2 separate regions of the Pan troglodytes genome follow, and region 1 is linked to region 2. A link is a contact called in public Hi-C data. All regions are on one chromosome and are shown on one strand. The core of a region is the stretch at or near the end of the contact, and the rest is flanking DNA. Distances in the headings are between cores, read along the strand shown.

Region 1 (3,825 bases), core at 1,277-3,776, 140 kb before region 2:
CATACAAGGAACTCAAACTCAACAAGAGAAAACACAAATAATCCCACCAAAAAGAGGGTACAGAACATGAATAGACGATTCTCAAAAGAAGACATACAAATGGCCAACAAACATATGAAAAAATGCTCAACATCACTAATCATCAGGCAAATGCAAATCAAAACCATAATGAGATATCATCTTACCCCAGTTAGAATAGCTGTTATTAAAAAGACAATAACAGATGCTGGAGAGGATGTAGAGAAAAAGGAACTCTCATACACAGTTGGTGGGAATGTAAATTAGTACAACCGCTATGGAAAACAGTACAGAGATGTATAAAATACACACACACACACACACACACACACACAGAACTACCATATGATTTAGCAATCCCACTACTATTTGTATATCAAAGGGACAACTGCACCTGCATGTTTATCACAACATTATTCACAATAGGAAAGATATGAAATCAACCTAAAAGTCCATCAACAAACAAATGGATAAAGAAAATGTGATATATACACACAATAAAATACTATTTGGCCATAAAAAAAAAATGAGATCATGTCATTTTCAGCAATATGGATGGAACTAGAGATTATGCTAAGTGAAATAATCATGCATAGAAAGACAAATATCACATATTCTCATTCATACGTGGGAGCTAAAAAGTTTATCTCAGCCAGGCATGGTGGCTCAAGCCTGCAATCCTAGCACTTTGGGAGACCAAAGCAGGGGGATCACCTGAATCGCTTGAGTTCAAGAGTTCAAGGTTACAGTGAGCTATGATAGTGCCACTGCACTGCAGCCTGGGTGAAAGCCAGACCCTGTAAGTAAATAAGTAAGTTAAGTAAGAAAATTAATTAAGCCAAAGAATAAAAGAAGGGGAGTGCCCAGATTCTCAGGAATCTGGTCCAGAAATTACTGTTCCATCCTCTTCTCCAGGGTTCACTGACTTTCCAGCAGAGTTCTTAAAAAGGGAAGATGTGCATAGCTTCCTGCCTGAATAGCCATTAATTGATGGCTATGATAAATACATATTGACAGATTGAAATGCCTGATGTAGGAGATTTGGTTACTTTAAGTATTTTTTTGAAGGGTATACTGTTTAACTTCCCATTGCAACAAGGGATAACTTATATGATTATTTCAGCGATGATTTTTTGAATATTTTTCCATTAAAAGTACAACTGTGTGAAACAAGGCAAAGACATTTCTCACACACAAAGCAGATGTCATTAGCCACTCTGATACACTATGCTGCTGATTCATAAAATAGGTAAGAGCATATCGTTTTCTTCATCAGAAATATCTGGAAAAAAAAAAGCCACCAAGCACTGTATGTGTCAATTTCTCACCTTTAAAAAAAAAAAAAAGAGTGGGCTGCTACAGTGGATATGTTCTACATCTCTTTGGGGCAGTGATTACATACAATTGTCATAACTCGATGGAACTGTCTACAGGATCTGTGTATTTTCTTTTAAGTAATTTATAACTCAACTTTTTTTATGGGAAGCTGTAGTTAACACTGGATAGTTAATACTTGGCTGATTAGAAACCGACTTGTTACAGAGAAAATGAGTCCCTTCCATCTTGGGCACAAAACGGCTCCACAAGACCAGCCTAGCTCTCTGGGCAGGCGGGTAACACTGGCAAGCAGAGGCATGCTCCTTGAATCTCACTGAGGGGGACAAGTGTTAGTGCGAGGCAGGTAGGAGCAAGGCCGCACACGCAGACTCTGTCATCTGGGCAGCCGCCCAATCCCCGTTTTTCATTTGTAACAAAAATAGTGTCCACCTCTTAATAATGTTCTGAGGATTAAGGGCGTTAAGTCGGATGTTTGTAGAAAGCACTTAGGCATAGTAGGAAGTACTAAGTAAATATGTCTTACCACTATTTATTATAAAAGATGAACAGGCTGGCCCGGCGCGGTAGCTCACGCCTGTAATCCCAGCACTTTGGGAGGCCGAGGCGGGCGGATCACGAGGTCAGGAGATCAAGACCTTCCTGGCTAACACAATGAAACCCCGTCTCTACTAAAAATACAAAAAATTAGCCGGGCGTGGTGGCGGGCGCCTATAGTCCCAGCTACTCGGGAGGCCGAGGCAGGAGGATGGCGTGAACCCGGAAGGCGGAGCTTGCAGTGAGCCGAAATCGCGCCACTGCACTCCAGCCTGGGCGACAGACCGAGACTTCGTCTCAAAAAAAAAAAAGATGAACAGGCTACTACTACTACTACACACACACACACACACACACACACACACACACACACACACACAGAGAGAGCCACTGCCTAAAAATCTGGCAATCCTTCCTGAGATTTATTACTGAATAACGAACGGTTACCAAACCTGTCTCCCAAATCACAAGACTCTTCCAGATTAAAATGTCTCTCGCCCACTTGGATCCACTCGCCTGTCTAGGACACAAACCCGTGAGGCACCAGCCCCCGTGACAGAGGCAGATTCCAGCTTCGCCTCACGCCACCTCACGCCTCGCGCCAGCCTTCCCACCACTGCCCGCGCAGCCCGCGCGGCGTCACGTGACCTCTGGTTCCGCACCGCCCCCACCCCACCCCCCGGCCGAGCTGCCGGATCCCCGCCCCGGCTCGCCCGCGGTGTCACATGACACTTGGACCAGCCGCTGGCCAATCCCCTCCCTCCCGGGTTGCGAGGCATCACGTGGACGCTACTCGCTATCCCCGGCCTGTTGGCTTCTTCCGCGCTGGAGTATCCAGATAGGCGACACGCCGGCGGGCGGCTGAGGCGGGAATGGCTGCTGTACTGCAGCGCGTCGAGCGGCTGTCCAATCGAGTCGTGCGTGTGTTGGGCTGTAACCCGGGTCCCATGACCCTCCAAGGCACCAACACCTACCTAGTGGGGACCGGCCCCAGGTAAACGTCCCTCTCCAACCTCCCCAACGTTCGCAGCCGGCCCCGGAGCCCGGGCTTTGACTGATCGCGGCTGCGCGGGCAGTGGGGAGCGCCGCGTCCTGTCCCTAGCTGGGCAGCCCCGCGCCTAGCAGCCCCGTCGAGACTGCACGCAGACACTCAGATCTCGAAGCTAGCTAAAATACGACCACCCCAGGTGATAGCTCTCTAATTTAGGGAGAAATGGAAAAAAAAAAAAAAAACCAACTTCTGTTTTGAAACCCGATTTACTGTTCTTGATGTTTGAATGCCAGGGTGTGCGTGTTTAAACTGTTGAGAAAATTCGGATGTCAAGAGTCCAAGAAAGCGTTTACTTTGCTCACTTGACTTTCACTGGTGTTTTGCCCAGAGTGTAACTTCCCTTCTCAAAAGCGATTAATTATGTTGAGGCGATTTCCTCAACTCAGCAGCAGAGGGCAGGATTCTCCTGGCTTCCAAATTGGTTCTCTGCAGCCTGTGGGCTCATAAGAGGAGCTGACATAAGTAATTTGGGGAAGTTTTTTGTTACAATTGTGTGTGACCTTGTTTGAGTTTAATTTGCAGACACAGTAACACACCTGTATTTCTAAGAAGATACTTTTGCTCTTGTTTAGCTGCATTCTGTTTTAGTGGAATTATGCAGGAATGGGAGATTTGGTTTACTGCATAGTAAGTCTTAGGCATTTAGCAACTTTTGTAGTCTTTACTGGATGAACCCAGATAATGTAGTTTCTCTTGAGCATAGAATTTAATTGTGCAGTCAAGACATAAATTATGTTTAAAATATAATTGATTACTAAAAACGATTTAGTAAGTACAGTTAATTGAGTTTTCCTTGGAAGTGTCTACTGTTTGGCGTTTTTCCAGTAAATAAGAATTTTAGAAGCAGCAGACCTGCAAAGTGGGCAGGTAAAAGATTAAGTTAA
Region 2 (3,757 bases), core at 553-3,052:
TCACTTGTAAATTTACTATGAATTGGCAGAGAAGGGAGCCAGTGTTTGTTGGGCACCCACACCAGGGGATTAGACACTCTGCAGGCCCTTTACATGCAATATTTATACTTATTCTCACAGCTACCCTGCCAGATAAGGCATACTAATAATTACCCTGTTTTACAGATGAGGAAACTGAGATTATGTGAGATTAAGTAATTTTTTGAAAATCTTAAAATTAATAACATGGACCATAGATTTAAACCTAGGCCAGATTAATTTCAAAGCCTCTCTAATCAATTTTCCACATGCAGCCAGAATGATCTTTCTGAAACATAAACCTGAGAGGGTCCTTCCCCTGCATCAACACTTCCATGGCCTCACTATGCTCCTGGGATGAAATCCAAGCCTAACATGACCGATGTGACCCCAGGTGTTCTGCCTCCCACATAGCAGCCCTGGCTCCTACTGTCACCCACTCCCACTCTGCCCTGATGATAGCATCTATATTCAGAGATCTTTCCACTTCTTGATTTCTCCATATGCCTCCAGCCTCCAAGCCTCACACACATAGCTCCACCTGCCTTCCGGCTGTGTCTCCTGTTGGCCAACTTTCTCCCACTCACCCTATGCATCTCAGCTTGCACATACCTTCTAGGTACAGGCTTATCAGCCCTTCTCTTGGGTCTCAGGGCATGCCACATTTCCTGTATAACAGCATTCATCACTAGGAATTGGTTCAGCCTTACACATCTCCCAACACAAACACACACACCCCTCACTCAAGAATTATCTGTTAAAGAAATGTTGAATGGGGTGGGGTGTGGTGGCTCACACCTATAATCCTAGCACTTTGGGAGGCTGAGGTAGGAGGATCACCTGAGGTCAGGAGTTCGACACCAGCCTGGGCAACATGGTGAAACCCTGTCTCTACTAAAAATGCAAAAATTAGCCGGGCATGGTGGTGCACGTCTGTAATCTTGGCTACTCAGGAGGTTGAGGCAGGAGAACTGCTTGAACCCGGGAGGCAGAGGTTGCAGTGAGCCGAGATTGTGCCACTGCACTCCAGCCTGGGCAACAGAGTGAGACTCCATCTCAAAAAAAAAATGTTGACTGATTATATCACAAGCTATTTAGTTATTTTTACAAGCAATAGTTAAAAGACTGACATTTACAAAACATTTACCTTTTTAAAAAAGAGGAGTTGAGGTTATCCTAATCACCAACAAGTAGCTCTTGTTTCCTAATATGTTTTCTTGAGAAGAAGGAAAGGAACACAGCTGCCCGTAGGATGCTGGGAGTTGTGCAAAACGTTAGTTTAGTATGCACATCGAGTGTGTCCCACAGTGAACATCATCCACTGCCATCCTGGTCACGGTAGAAAGGAGACTGCCAGCCTTCCCTCCCTTTACTTCAGGAAAGAGCCAATCTACTGCATTTAAAAGAATATTGATTTTGCAAAGTCCTCCAAAGAAAAATCTCCAACCCTATCTGGTATCAAACAACCCTAGGCATCAGGAAATTCTTCCTTTTGTTTAACTTTAATGAGCCCATTCTTTTTGTGTCCTTGGCAACAGAGGGAAAAAACAGTCATCATCCTCCATGCAATGGCTGTTCTGAAGTTTAAGTCCAATGCTGGCACTTCTTAATTCACCTCTGATGCATCTCCTCTCTAGGCTAAATAATCCTAGGTCTTTTAGCCCTTGTTTGCTGGTCACAGGATGACTATTCTGCTTTAGCTCTGAACTCTCCACATTCTCTCAATTCCCGTTGAACTATGGAGCCGGGAGCCAGCCCCAGCTCTCTGTTACAGCTCTGGACAGTACAGAGAGCAATGTAACAATTACCTCATGATACAGACATGCTTTTCATTTGCTACAGTTCTCTGCTTGCATTTTTTTCAATCAACAGAACTGCAGGATTGTGACAATTCTTCCCGGTCAACTGGCTGTCCACTAAAGCTATACTTCCAATTTTCCAGCCAACTGCCTTTGAGTAGTTGGCACCTTGCCTTTGAACATGTTCACTTTTCAACTCCAAGTGCATAACCCTGAATTTTTCTCTACTGAACCCCATCCAGTTTATGTCCCATTATTCCAGTTGACCAGGATTGCCTTCTCTGATGACTCTAGCCCCCTGAGATCTTCCGGTTTTATGATATTTCAGGGTTTGAGTTATGTTTCCCATGCATATTTCTTATTGACCAGTGCATTAGTCAGATTAAGCTAAAATATGCTGCAGTAAACAAATCAGCAAATCTCAGCGGCGTAGAACAATAGTCTGGGGTAGTTTTTTGTTTTGTTTTGTTTTCGAGAAGGGGTCTCACTCTGTTGCCCAGGCTGCAGTGCAGTGGTGCAATCTCGGCTCATTGCAGCCTCCACCTCCTGGGTTCAAGCCATCCTCCCACCTCAGCCTCCCAAGTAGCTGGGACTACATACGTGCACCACCACATCCAGCTAATTTTTTAATTATATATGTATTTGGGAGATGGGGCTTGCTATGTTTCCAAGGCTGGCCTCGAAATCCTGGACTGAAGCAATCCTCCCCACTTGGCCTCCCAAAGTACTGGGATTACAGATGTGACCCACCATGCCCAGCCACATTATTTTTCATATTCACACTACATTTCCCACACTAATTGGCGGAGGGGTTCTGATCATCAGAGTCCAGGTGGCCCAGGTTGACAAAAGTTCTACCACTGTGTGAAATCAACAGAAGGCTTCAGGGTTCATGGAAAATGGAGAAGTTTTATACATATTTAATACAAGTAGAAGTGATACCCGTTGTTCAGTTAATAGGGTTGCTAAAGTTAACAACAAAAAAAGCTAAAAAAATTTTTTTAAAGCGATACCCATTGTTATGCCAACATTTCGTTAGCTAAAGCAAGTAACATGGATGTGACTAATTCCGAGGGATGTGTGCTCCCAAGGAAAGAACTGGAGAGAAATCTTGGCATTCACTAGTTGTCTCCCAGAACCAATGAGATTCCATTTTCCTAAACACAGTCATCTTGTCTTTTATTTCTGCATCATCATAAATTCAACCATAAATTATCAAAGAAGACTTATAGATTCTCAGCCAATTTTTCTCCCACCCAGCATCTCTTACAAAAGTAGGGGCATTTTTCTATTCCATGGTCCAGATTATATACGAAGATGTTAGTTCAAAGACCAGATTCTGCCAAAAGCTGCTGGGCAGAATGATGAGGACTGAGCCACTGAGAACAAATTTCCTCTTTACTAAGAGCACTGTACAATATAGAATTGTTTAGAAACCAGCGTCATGAGCTTGTGAGGGACATCTCTTTCAGTCTACCAAATCCACTGCTCAGCCAAATTTGGGTTAGAACTGATCACATGTTACAAACACAAGAGGGAAGTGCAGACCCTCATCAGTGGCTTTAAAATCGAAACAAGACCAAGGAATCTGGTGGAGAAATGAGCCCCACAGAGAAGAAACGACAGTGGCCTAGGAGTCTGAGCTTCACTCAGCTTCTAGGGAGCTCTGTGACCTTTGGAAAGTCTCTCCACCCTGCAGGAAATCAGGTCTAGCTCTGTCATGGAAGAGGGTGGGACTGACCTGTGACTCCCAGCTCGGGTTGCTGCTCAGAGTCCCTGAAGAGATTTTTTTAAAACATGGATTCCTAGCCAGGCGCGGTGGCTCACGCCTGTAATCCCAGCACTTTGGGAGGCAGAAGTGGACGGACCGCTTGAGCCCGGGAGTTCGTCAACAGCCTGGGCAACATGGTAAAACACCGTCTCTCCTGAAAATAGAAAAA

Evidence for each region. A called contact is a pair of places that touch in the nucleus more often than the background predicts.
Region 1: a contact with region 2 is called in a Hi-C map of stem cell-derived neural progenitor cells, with 4 times the contacts expected there. The contact joins the promoter of LACTB2 here to the enhancer-like site in region 2. A contact is called at or near these places in 1 of 7 Hi-C or Micro-C datasets (stem cell-derived neural progenitor cells) and 1 of 1 datasets of contacts at active chromatin or transcription factors (stem cell-derived excitatory neurons).

The regions. Positions count from the first base shown.
Region 1 is chr7:79,305,547-79,309,371 of NHGRI_mPanTro3-v2.0_pri, reverse strand. LACTB2 (lactamase beta 2) reads left to right here and starts at 2,526. Exons shown (of 7, transcript XM_016959565.3): 1 at 2,526-2,884. The coding sequence starts at 2,763. It also overlaps a transcript of XKR9 not described here.
Region 2 is chr7:79,167,141-79,170,897 of NHGRI_mPanTro3-v2.0_pri, reverse strand. No RefSeq gene overlaps it. Among named protein-coding and RNA genes, the nearest start is that of TRAM1, 77 kb to the left of the region's middle. Within about 2 kb of position 1,802, at least 1 of the 24 cell types and tissues checked has an H3K27ac peak or open chromatin away from gene starts, as enhancers often do. A contact at or near this core is called in stem cell-derived neural progenitor cells, where this site is marked.